Regions from separate parts of the Athene noctua genome. Here region 2 is linked to region 1. A link is a contact called in public Hi-C data. All regions are on one chromosome and are shown on one strand. The core of a region is the stretch at or near the end of the contact, and the rest is flanking DNA. Distances in the headings are between cores, read along the strand shown.

Region 1 (6,408 bases), core at 1,345-3,844:
TCCAGCAGATGAGAGCAGAACTGGGAAGCCAGGGTCTGGGCCACAGGCTGAGCCAAGTGCCTTGGCACAGGTACCACGTGCCCCACTGATATGGTGTGGAGCACTGATGTGGAGTGCTCAGGGAGTGGTGTGCAGTGACTGCCTGTTGAGCACCATTGCTGACTGCAACTGCTGGAATGAAGCTGAAGTCGCTCCATACAGCGGCTGAGGTGGATAGAGAAATGTTGCCTGGAGCCTGATAGGTGGGACTGTGCATGATCAGTTTGCCCACATCAGCTCCTGCTTACAAGCCACCTCCATTTCCGTCTGCCATTAACGATCTGTGTACCCCATCAGAGATGCGTGGGGCCCAGTATGGCCCAAACAAGTCTCCTGAGACAAAACGTCTGCCATAACTGGACACCCAGGACCCTGCTGGAGAGCTGGCCTGGCTGGCTGACACTGTCAGAGGCCTGCAGTGGGCGTGCGATGTGGCTGAGCAGTGCTGACCAGGTAAGGAGAACTGGGGAGCCCTCCAGAGAGCAGATGTTTTACATCTTTCTGCCTCAGCTCTTCTTGATGTACAGTTTCAGAGTGAAGGCATGAAGTTCTTAAGTGAGATCCTAATTTTAGCATTTGCTGTTGTAATGCGAAAACATAAGTGTTAAGTATTAAAAGTATGCTGAGTTAAATAACTTCAAGGCTGGAGGAAAGAGAAGTGTCTGATGGCCAAAGCTGCCCGGAGCTGGCAGTTAAAGGGCTTTTGAGTTCTGTTCCTCTTCCTGCCAGTGATTCACTGCATGGCTCCAGGCGAGACACGTAACTAAGCTGAAATATTTTCTTCCAGCTGCAAAGGAGCTGTAACACCAAATACAAGGAGGGCCTCTGAGGTTCAACTAATTCCAGGTCACAGAAAGCCTCGAGATTCTCACTAGGAAGTTGCTGGAGAAAGGCAAGTATTACAGTATTTCAAACTACTGTTCATAAATGAGCTCTTTGGCTTCACATTGGTGAAAAGCAGTGCCTGGAACTGCCTCTGCGAACAGCCCCGACGAAGGGGGTTGGGATCTATGGGAAATGGGTGTGAAACCACAGCAGGAGAGACAGCAGCAAACTCCACTGCTTCTTGCTGCATCTGGAGGTGGCTCAGGCAGGCGGGTTATTGGCTGTACCAGCAGAGGGGGCTGAACCCTGCTAAGAGGGCTGAAGAGGCAGGAGAAACCTTAATGTAAAGAGAGAGGTGTGAAGGTTGCTCTTACACAGGGGGAAGAACAGGAGGATGGGAATTATGTCTGGGCTCTTCTAGCATGTCTCTCTTGGAGCAGGAGGTGGGGAAGACTGCTTACTCCTTTCAGGTACTGTGTTTGGTCCCATTCCTTGAGAGGAAATGGGGACCTGAGGGGTTGTCTGAATAAGTGGCAAAGGCTGTGGGCTGAGCACCAGTGCTCTGTGGTGCTGTGTGCTCCATGGGGAGCCGCAGGACAGGGCCTGCTCCTACAGGTATCATGAGGTAGGAGCAGGCTGTGAAGCTGCCTTGGGACAGAAGTTTTCGGAGTACATCAGAGCTCAGGGCAGCGAGGGGCGTGCAAGATGATGGTGCTCCCGACTAGCACCTGTGCTGGCTGATGCTTTGTGGGTTTTCAGCAGCTAGTTAATGTGGTTCCCCTCTGGGTAATAAAGCTCAGCTGATGGAAAAGAAAGTGGTCAGTCTCCTGGCTGCTGGCGAGGAGTGCCCGATGCCTGCACCAGGCGGAGGGAAGACAAATGAGCCGAGAAAAACTGGTCAAAGCCCCCAAATCCTTGAACATAACAAATGTCTCTTTTTTAACTCTCATGGTGCTCCCCCTTGTTGGCTAGTGCTGCCCATGTCTGCCGAGCTATCTGGCTGGTTTTCCTTCCAGCTGGGCAGTGGGAAAAGCTGGAACAGGGGCAGAAGCCGTTTCTGCCAGGTTGCAACAGCCCCAGCAATGTGCCGGTGGGAACCTGCGAGTAGCTCACAACCCTCTCCAGTGCTGAAGAGCCGCTCTGCCCACTGCCCCGACCAGGCAGGCCTTGTGGTCAAGGCCATGACGCACAGCCGGTGCGTCCTCTAGCATCGGGGCACCTGTTTGTCCAGCACCCGAGGGAAGGAGCCCATTAGGTGGTGGCTCCAGCTGTTACGGAACCTGAAGCTCTGGAGTCATTCAGGAGGGACGCGTGCCGAGTGCCGCAGCCCTAGCGCAGGGGAAGCGGGAGGACACAAGGAAATCATTTGCCGTTCGCGGCCAGCAGGACCGAGCTGGCTGTGAGGGCGGCGCCGTCCCCAGCACAGGGGCTCGGGGGCCTGCCAGGCCGTGCAGGCCCTCCTCCCGGGCTGTGGGCCGCAGAGCCGGGGGGAGGGAGGGGAGGGGAAGGAAGGGCGGCAGCCGGGAGCTGTGTCGGTCCCCGCCGGTCCGCCCGGGAGGGGCCGCGGCCGCCGGACCCGCTCGACGAGGGCGGCTCGGGCTGCCGCTCGCTCTACCCGCCCGCTCGGGGGCGCGCTCCCCGGCAGGGCGCTCCCGTATGCCGCTGCCCCGGCAGGCGAGAGCGAACCGACGCCGCCGGCCCCGCCCCTCCCCCGGCCTCTGCGCGCGCGCCCCGCGCTTCCCCCCGCGCGCAGCCGCCGCCTGCCGGCACCGGGGCGGGCCCGGCGGCCCCGCGTGAGCGGGGCGGGGCGAGCGAGGCGCCGGGATCGCTCCGGCCCGGCCGTCACCGGCGAGCCCGGGTGAGGAGGGCGGGGGGGCGCTCGGATCCCTCCGGCCGCCGCCGGGGCGGAGGGGGTCTCTGCGGAGGCGCGGCGGGCCCGGGCAGGCCAGCGCCGCTCCGGTTCCCCCCAGGCCGCGGCCTGCTCGGAGCCGGCGGGCGGCGGCTCGGCGGGTCCCTCACCGCTCCCTCGCCGCTCCGGCGGTCAGGCCGGTGCTGAGGGCGCTCCCGCTGCCGGGCAGGGCCGAGAGAGGCGCCTTCCAACCGGCCGGCCGGTGCCGCCCGCCGCCGGCACTTGCTGGGGCCGCTCGGGTCAAAGCCGGCCGTCCCCCAGGCACGGGCACCGGGGCGGGCACGGCCTCCTGGCCGGGCAGAGCTCTGCTCCCGCTGCCCGGGAGGAATGCAGGTGGGAAACACCTGCCGGCGGGAACCGGGAAGAATAGCCCAAAATCCCCATTTCTCCTCTGGGGCTGGGTGCTGGGCTGGCAGCTCACGGAGAATCACCAAGCCGTGATGTGAAGTCACAAACCGGTGTTGGTCACAGGGAGGAGGTGAGGCGCTGCCGGGAGCCGGGATGGACGTACAGCTCCGGCCCGGCCATAGGGCTGGGAGCGCCCCACTGCGAGGTCACTCGGGAGCAGCACCGGGGGCAGCTCCGGTGTCCCCGGGGAGGTGGGGAACGGGCCGGGGTGGGACGCGCCAGCAGCGGCAGCTGCGGGACATTGTCCGCCTTCACCGCTCCTCTCCAGTTCCAGTGTTTCTCAGCACCTGTGTGCTCAGCTGGAGCTTTGGGGAGAAATCTCGGCCTGCCAGGCCCTGCAGGAGCAGGCGCTGCTCGGGACGCCCCTCCTCGGGGCAGCAGGTCCGAGGCTGCCAGGCGCCTTTCGGGTGCTCTGCCCCGACTGTTTTGCTTTTCGCCTCGTGACTCTGAAAGGAAGCAATGATACTTATTTTTTCCTGCTGCAGCACCGCGGATCCTGCACCCCTGTGGATCAGATGTCGTGAGCCGTTTCTGGGCTGAGCTGGTTTTTCAGGTGAGTGGGGCCGTGGTACGAGATGGTGCCCAGCCTGCGCTACCGTGGCACCAAGAGCACAGCCGGTGGTGCCGGCTCTGCAGGGCTTCGTTTTGTTGTACCCCTGCTAGCCGGTGTCAAGCAGAGCGGAGCCGCCCACAGTTCCTACCAGGATGTGGCTTTTCTCTTGACATAAAGCTGAGCAAGCAGCAGTCACTGTGAACGACTTTTTTTGAGCAAAGTGTGTTAATAACAGGGAGGTAAAGGTGAATTGTTTACTTCAACCTTTGCTTTCAAACATGAAAGTCTCAGGGGAGCGTCACAGCCAGTCCTTGCGAGCAGAGCTGTGTTTCAAGGGAGAATAAAACACAAACAACTCTCCTGCAGTGGTTTGGGTTGCAACTCCCCAGAGTGGTTGCACTTGGTGGGTGAAAATGAGCAGGAGGCGTTCACCAGGCTGTTGTGTCCCACAGTCAGCGTGAGAGAAAAAAGATGCCAAACAAAACAGGAAGCCTTCATTGGGGTTATAAAAACTCTTAGGTTAAAAAAAAGCCATTGGAAAGCAATACCAGTAATTAATTGCATCCGAGTGTGTTGGGGATGCTTTTTCTAGCTGTGTCATCAGCTTTCTCCGAGCCTCTCTGGGTGCTTGTATCTGGATGCAGGGCTCGGCTCTCAACTGGTGTGGTCCTTGTTTGGATTGTTAAAGGCCTGGACTTCCAGACTTTTTGAGAAAGGGACTGCCCTGGTCACAGTGTTGCATTTGGTATCTGTAAATGATAAATTATTTGATTATGGTCCCCTGATCCTTAACCCAGTGCCGTGTATCTGTTGGGTGATGTGGGCTCCTGGACTGGTTTTCAGTCTCTCCTGGATGCAAGGCTGAACATGAGCAGTGTGGCTGGTTCTGGGGAGATGAGGACAGTGCCTCTCTGCCCCTGCTCCATAACCACCTTATTCCCAAGAGGCGCTGAAGCAGTATAATTTGTACCTTGTGACCAATTGGAACAGGCTGATGCAACGTTGGACTAATATACAGGAGGTTTCTGGGGTGTTTCCACTGTCTTTTAAGCTTCACACATAAGAGGAATTTGAAGTGGCTGTGCTTATCTGAGTGCTAGCTTAACTCCCCTCCTTTTTCTTCTTACCTCTTGCTGCTAGTGCATCAAGAAGCATGGAGCACCAAGTATCCATCATGTCTGACTGGGTTCTCCTCGGGCTGATCGCGGCGCTGGTCACGCTGCTGCTGCTGACTGTCTTCGGTTTCGTTGTCTACTCGGGGCTCTTCACGGAGGTGGTTGTGAGTGCCGGCTCCCCGCCTGTCAGCAACATCACGCTGGCCTACAAGTTCAGGGTAGGCCCGTATGGTGAATCCGGGCAGCTCTTCACAGATGGCTGCAGCATCTCCTCAAAGCTCTGCTCCATCGGCATCTACTATGACAACCCTCACACGGTAAGGTGTGCCCAGTGGGGCTGGCACGCTCGCGTGGTCAGCACCTGGGTTCCCAGCTCAGGGTGCTCCCTGACTGCATTTCAAGCACTTGCAGCTCATCCTCTTCAGATGAGCACTGGGGTTCGTAAGGTCTCCCAGATCTGCAGAGGATGCTCTGTGGGGAAGGGTTCCTGAAAGCAGGTGGCTTCTTGGATAACCCTTGGAAGGCGTTGGGTGAGCAAAGCTTGCTATCATCTGATAACTCCTGCTGAACAAGTTATCAGCAGGATAATGCATCTGGTTATGGAGCAGAGGCCAGTGTTCATGACCCCAAGGTGAGACATGCCTTGGCACATATCCTGGCTGCAAGAATTGCAGCCCAGGCTCTTTCTGGACTTACAGCTCTGTAGTTGAAAGCAGATGGTCTCTTCAGCTTTCTCTGTCCTCATCTGTACTCCTTCTCTTGCTTCTAGTGCTCTCATGTATTTCTGAGCTTCCCTGTAGTCCTTTCATCCCCTGAGAGTTCTTACTGAAACCTCAGGTGGTGCGTGCTGAGGGCTTCTGTCTGATGAAACAGTTACTCCATGATGCTCTTCAGTCTGAGAGGTGAGCAGAAAGTGCCCAGCCTGATGGCTGCTAGCCAGAGATAATCTGTCGGGTACAAAGCAGGACAAGGAGCAAGCAAAAGTGCATCAACTTGCTGGGGGATGAGGAGCCTGGCGGGGGATGAGGAGCCTGGCTGCTGATGCTAGGTGGCACTGGGGTCTCCGAATAATGGCATATGGGCATTTGTCTGTGGCAGACAGCCTGGCTCCCCAGTAATTCTGCAGTAGCTAGTGTGACCGTGGAGGAATGCCGTGGGGGGGAGGGACAGCAGAGTGGCCAGCAGCTGTGTGTGTGCTTGGGCACATGTGCTGCGGGCTGGCACGGGACACAGTGCTTGTGCTGCTGGTTCTCACCCAGTGCTTCTGCTCTGGGGGTGACTTGTTTTGTTTTAGGAACCCTGTTTCATTGCTTGCAAGGTGGTGCTCCCAAGTATTGGACCTGCTTAGTCTTGACCATGAAAACATTGCGCTGAGTGGACTGTGACTGGAAGACATCAGAGGCAAGAAAGCACTGAGCTTGACTGTACTTGGTGCAGCCTGGTGCGCTCAGCCACCTTGTGTCTTTGTATTCTGTGGCGAGGTGTCTTATCTTTACCTTCCAGTTTTTGCTTCTGGATCACGGGAGGCAGAGGAGAGACACTGCCTCATCCTGACTTGG
Region 2 (6,079 bases), core at 1,958-4,457, 150 kb after region 1:
GGGGTGCTGGGGCCACCTGGTGGGTGGCTGCTGTAGGGTGCTGGCACCCAACCCTTCACCAGCACCCCGCCACCACCCGCCTGCACCCGGTGGCAGAGCACCCTCACCATCGTAGTCGGGGAAGCAGATGCTGAGATGGGCCTTCTTGATCTTCTCCAGGAAGACGTCCTTCTTGTTGAGGAAGAGGACAATGGAGGTGGTGGCGAAGTAGCGGTGGTTGCAGATGCTATTGAAGAGGTGCAGGCTCTCGTGCATGCGGTTCTGCGGAGGGACAAAATCCCGTCACCCCACGGTGACCCCTACGTTGTGATGGGGACAAAGCGGAGGGGGTATGGGGTCCTGAGCCTTCCTTACCACTTCGTCATCCTCCACCAGAACCATGTCGTAGGCGCTGAGGGCCGCGATGAAGATGATGCAGGTCACCCCCTCGAAGCAGTGGATCCACTTCTTTCTCTCTGAGCGCTGACCACCCACATCGAACATCCTGGGCAGGACAAGGAGGGGTCAGCACCCCCTGCCCCCTGCCCTCCCCCCAGCACCAGCCCTCACTGGGGGCACAGCTCCCACCTGAAGTTGAGGTCTTTGAAGGAGAACTGGGTCTCGATGATGCCAGTGGTCTTGACACGGGAGCGCAGCACATCCTGCTCTGTGGGGACGTAGCCGGGGGTCACCAAGCGCTCCAGGTCTGACAGATAGCTGGACAGGCACGCGGTGGGCATGAGACATGGGTCGGCACTTCCAGATACCCTCCACCCCCCACCCAAACCCTCCCCCCACCCCACATACTAGCCAGCCGAGTCGTTGAGCTGGTACTCGGAGGCACGGTCGAAGCAGGCTTGAATGCCCGTGTCCTTCCAGAGCCGCCCGATGATGTCTGACATCTCCTTGGGCATGGTGCCTTCCTCGATGGTGTCTGAGAGGTGCAGCAGCTTGCGGGCATCGTCCTACGAAGGAGAGGGACTCAGTGGGGTCAGGGGGCTGGGGGGGACGCCCCTGCCCAGCATGAGGTATTCCTCACCTGGCGAGCTGTGTCCCCGTACTGGATGTTGAGGGTGCTCATGGCCCGCACGATGGCCAGCATGGACTGAAGCGTGTTGCTGTAGATGATGGCGATGAACTCCAGGCATTCCTCCAGCGAGTAACCGTCCTGGTGGATGATCCTGACCAGGGAGGGGGGCATGGGGCTGAGCTGGGCACCATGGGGCGGGGGCGCACCCATGAGTGCAACATGGAGCTGAGGTGAGCACTGTGGGGTAGGGAGCACTTATGGGTGCAGGATGGGGCTGAGCGGTCCACTGGGGAATGGAAGCACTCATGGGTGCAGCATGGGGCCAAACTGGGCACCGTGGGGTTGAGCCAGGCACTAAGGGACAGGTGTACCCCACAGCTGTGGCATGGGGCAGAGCCAGGTATGGTGGGACAGGGGCAGCCCGTGGCTGTGGTGTGGGGCAGGCATGTGGCACGGTGGGGCATGGCCAAGTGGCACCTTTTGGCACTTACTTCATCTGCTTGACAATGGTGCTCTTCCCCGACTCTCCTGCTCCTGTGAGGACAAAACAAGGGTCATGGTGGAGCCCAGGCACCCCTGGCTGCACCCTGCACTGGGCCCCTGGGATCCCTGGTGCCTGGCATGGCTGGGGGACACTGGTGGCCGTGCCAGGTCCACGGCTCAGGGCAGGAGGATTACAGCCTGGTGCCAGCAAGCATTAAGGTTGGACTGAGCTGCTGTGGTTAATGGGATCTGTGGCGGCTCAGCTGGGGACGTGCTTGGGGACCCAGGGCAGGGATTGGGGACACAGTGGCATCGCAACTCCACCACTCACCACCCTCTGCCCAAAACCTGTGGCAGTGTGGGAGGATGTGCCCTGGGCTGGGCCAGGAGGACAGTGATGCCACCCATGGCCCCACCATGTCCAGGGCACCCCAGTTCTTTGGGCATCTGGGAGGGACTGGGAGGGCCTCAAGGTGCTGGGGGACTGCAGGGACAGACACAGGGGTGGTGGCGTGGGCTACATGGGGGTACCTAGGCGGATGGGCTGGGGGGGCTACTGTGGTGGACTGCTAGTAAGGTGGTGTTGGTGAAGGTTCTTGAGATGGGTTGGTTGTGGTCAGGGGGGTGGGGGTTGGGGCACGTTGGGTGGGCTGTTTGGGTTTGGGGGATATCTGGAAGCTGGGGAATCTTAAGTTGGGCTGAGATGGGCTGTTGGGTTTGGGGTGCCTGGCAGGGGTGGGGAGCTGTTGAGCAAGCTGTTGAGATGAGCTGGTTTAGGGTAGCCTGTGAATAGGGGCTGTTGGGGTGGGCCAGTTGGGTTTGGAGAGAAGAAAACACTGAGGAGGCTGTTAGGGTTGGGCTGGTTGGTTTTAGGGGTGCTGGGGGGATCATGGAAACATTAAGGGGCTGTTAGGGTGGGTTGTTTGGGTTTAGGGCTGCTTAGAAGCAGAGGGATGTTGGGTGGACTGTTGGGCTGGGCTGGTTGGGTTTAGATGGGGTCAGAGAAACTCTGGGTGGGCTGTTGAGGTGGGTCGGTTGGTTTTAGGGGTGTCTGGGAGTGGGAGGGTGTGGAGGAGCACTCTTGGGGTGGGCTTGTTCTGTTTAGGAGTGCTGGAAGCATCAGGGAAATGTTGGGTAGGCTGTTGAGGTGGGGGATTGGGTTTAGATCTGCCTGGGAATTAGGGTGTTGTTGGGGTGGGCTGCTTGGGTTTAGAGGGTGTGTCTGAGGGCCAGGGGAAGGTTGGGTGGGCTGGCTGAGTTTAGGGGTGTGTCTGGGGGAAAGTTGGGTGAGCTGGTTGGGGTTTGGGGTGGGGGTGCTGGGGTGGGCTGGTTGGGTTGAGGGGTGCTGGAAAGAGTCAGAGGAACATTGGGTGGGCTGTTGGGGTGAGAGGAACAAAGGATGGACCCCAGGGTGTCCCCATCGCCCCCATACCCAGCAGCAGCAGTTTGACGGTCCTGGCGTCCTTTTCGGCGTCCTCTTTGAGCTTCTTCTCCAGCTCGCGGGAGTGCTTCTCCTCAGCGCTGGCCCCGGCACCCATCCTCTGCCCCGCAGCCCTGTGACTCACCCGCTCCTTGGAGGTCAGCACCAGGATGGGCAACGAGTTCCAGCCCCCCGCCGCCTCCAACCCTTGCTTCCCTGCACCCGCCGTGCCGGCTGCCGACTGCCCCGCTGCCGCCACCACCACCACTGCCACCACCGCCCACCCAATGTGGGCCAAGGACAGGACCAAGGTGCCGGGGGGCCACCCGGTGGGGTGCTGCGCTCAGCACCCGTGGCTTAAGTCTAGCCCCCCCCTCCCGCCCTCTCTGGATAAACCCCCGTAAATCTGCAGTGGGCTGAGTTCAGCAATCCCGCAGCTCCCGGTGTCAGCGCTTCTGCCAGGGGGGCCCAAGGCCAGCCAGCCCCCACTTTGCCCCTGCTCTGAGGCTGGGGCAGTGACCCGGCCGCCTCCAGGGACGTGGGACCCCCACCCAGCTCTGGCTCTGCTGTGGACCCCAGGGCGGGTTGGAGCTGGGGGACTCCATTGGGGTCTGGCAGGGGCTGGGGGCAGTGGCTGAAAATGTCCCCACTGTCCCCAACTCACACTGGTCATTCCCCCCCCCCCCTCCTTCCTCCCCCCACCCCCGGCTCTGGACCAGTGCCCACAGCCCCCACAGCAAGTCATCCCAGTGTCCCCAGGTTCCTGTGCCCGGTGTCCCTGAGGGCACCCCCCCACAGTGACCAAATGCCAGCCACAGTCACTCCACCCCGTGTCCCAAGGCTCCTTCCAGGACCTTCCACCGTCCCTGGGTGCACTCCTTAGTGTCCCCAGCCACCCACCAGTACACTCCCAGTGTCACCAGACCAGCTTAGTATCACCCCCCGGGAGTGTCCCCAGGCCCCTCCAGCAACACCTGAACAATATCCTCCAGGATGCTTGAGTACGCTCCCCAGGGTCCCCCAGACCCTCCCCAGTAACACTCCCCAGTATCCTAAGGAGAAATCCCAGTATCCCCCCGGTGTCCCCAAGCAATCCCAGTAACCCCCACAGGGTCTTCAGGACAGGCCCCCTCAGCCCCCCCACAAAGCCCTGCCCAGTGTCTAGGCACACCCCAGTGCCACCCCCCTGCTCCCATGCCAACGCAGTGTCCCCCGCTATTGTCCTCTTCGTACCCCTCCCCAGTGTCCTTAGGCCACCAGATCCCCACTTCCACGTCCCCAGTCCCCCCCATTGCCATCGTGGCCACCCCAGTAAGACTTAGTGTCCCCAGGGACGCCCCAGGCACCCCTCTGTGTCGCTCTGCCCCAGTGTCCCCAGGCCCCGCCGTAGCTCATCCCCCAGGTGTCCCAGTAGAGCCCAGTGCCCTCCTGTCCCGACCCCCCGCTATCCCCAGTGCCCCCCCCGCACCGTGGGGATCCTGCAGCGCCCATATCGGCCGCCAGGGGGCGAAAGGACCCAGCACAGCTGGGAGCGCCCCCAGCGCAGCCCTCCACCGCTCCCAGTGCAGCCCAGCAACCCCAGTGCAGATCACCACTCCCAGTTCAGCCCTCTACCGCTTCCAGTATAGCACTCCACCATTCCCAGTACTGCCCTGCACTGCCACCAGTGTGCCCAGCACTGCCACCAGCATAGCCCAGGACATCCTGGCACTGACCCCAGTGCCTCCCAGGACTGCCCAGAGGAGCGCAGTACCACCCTTACTCTCTGCTGCACGACCAAAGTGCCCCCAGTACAGCCCAGTATCACCCACTATCACACCCAGTGCCTCCTGTAGTGTCCTCTTCTGCCCCACAACCCCGGTACCACCATGTATCGGCTCCCAGTACCAAATCCTAGTGCTCCAGTACTTTCCCCAGTGCCACCAGTACTGATTCTGCATGCTCCCAGTGCCTTCAAAAACACCCAGTACTGGCCACTAGCCTAGCCCAGCATACACCCCCACGTACCCCTAACACCCAGGCAGTACCACCCTGTACTGTCACCTCCCTGTGACCCCCCCAGCCTGCCTACTGCCCCCTCCCCCAGCACCCTTAATGCCATCCAATGCCCTTGGCTTCCCAGTGCATTCCCAGGGCCCACTCTGCTCCCCACCTGGCTCCAGTCCAGCTCTCTGCACCCTCAGCAGGGCTCAGGGGCAGAGTTAAGGGCATTATGTGACAGGGGGCCCGGCAGCAGCGCAGGCCCCGCCTGCCCGCTCCCTGTCCCTGACAGAGCACACGCAGGCGCCCACATCTGTCCCAAAGCCAGTGTTTATTTGGGGGTGCCCCCGGCTGCAGCGAGGGGCACTTGCTCGGCCCCAGCTGCCCTTGTGCTTCCCATGTACAAATATTTACACCCCCCAACCCTGCCAGGATGCCCTGAGGGGGCAGTTGATGGGCTGGGTGCCCCAAACACCTGTGGCTGCAGTGAGCACTGGTGGCTGCTTGAGGTTCTACCCCAGCTTGGCCCCTTCTTCCCTTCCCCACCCAAAGACCCCAGCCTAGTCCCAACCCGCCATGGCCTGGACATCTGGGTCCTGTCTTCAGGGTCCTGTCTCCCCCCCACCAAGCCCCCCAGGAGCAGACAGGGCCACATATGCTGGCCCCACAGCCCCCTTCTCCTAGGTTTGCCTGGTGGTCTGCAGCTTCCCCATGGCAAGCACTTGCTCTTCAACAATCAAGTGGGGAAACTGAGGCACGAAGCTGCAAGGGTTGTGCTCACCTTGTGGGTGGGCAGACCTTGTCTGTTGCTGCCTCTCCTTCTGCCTCATCCCCCTCTGGATGGTGTTTGTCCCCCTCCCCATGGCATCTCCTCTTCCCACACTGGGACCCAGAAACTCTGGCCCCCGGCGTGTTGCCATGCCCCAGCTACGCGAAGACAGCAGCTGCAGCGCCCGGTAGTCCCCATACTCCAGGATTCTGGGGTCCTGGGGCAGGGGGGGGGACAGTGATGCTGGCTGCGGCTGCCCTGGGGGTCCCTACTCCTCTCCAGGGTTGGGATGTGGGGGACTGCATTGCCCCAGTGACTACGTACAACCTACAAATAAATACTGTTTCCTGTGGGAGGGGGGGAGTGCGTGTGTCTGCGTGCGTGTGTGCATGGATGTATATATATATATATATATTTA

Evidence for each region. A called contact is a pair of places that touch in the nucleus more often than the background predicts.
Region 2: a contact with region 1 is called in a Hi-C map of liver, with 5 times the contacts expected there. The contact joins the promoter of GNAT1 here to the promoter of TEX264 in region 1. A contact is called at or near these places in 2 of 2 Hi-C or Micro-C datasets (heart and liver).

The regions. Positions count from the first base shown.
Region 1 is chr10:16,875,768-16,882,175 of bAthNoc1.hap1.1, forward strand. It overlaps TEX264 (testis expressed 264, ER-phagy receptor), which reads left to right and starts at 2,595. Exons shown (of 6, transcript XM_074913959.1): 1 at 2,595-2,722; 2 at 3,667-3,734; 3 at 4,875-5,166. The coding sequence starts at 4,888.
Region 2 is chr10:17,021,565-17,027,643 of bAthNoc1.hap1.1, forward strand. It overlaps GNAT1 (G protein subunit alpha transducin 1), which reads right to left and starts at 3,208. Exons shown (of 8, transcript XM_074914075.1): 1 at 2,925-3,208; 2 at 1,501-1,543; 3 at 1,019-1,160; 4 at 787-944; 5 at 568-696; 6 at 355-484; 7 at 108-261. The coding sequence starts at 3,030. It overlaps SEMA3F (semaphorin 3F), which reads right to left. Exons shown (of 18, transcript XM_074913975.1): 18 at 6,076-6,079.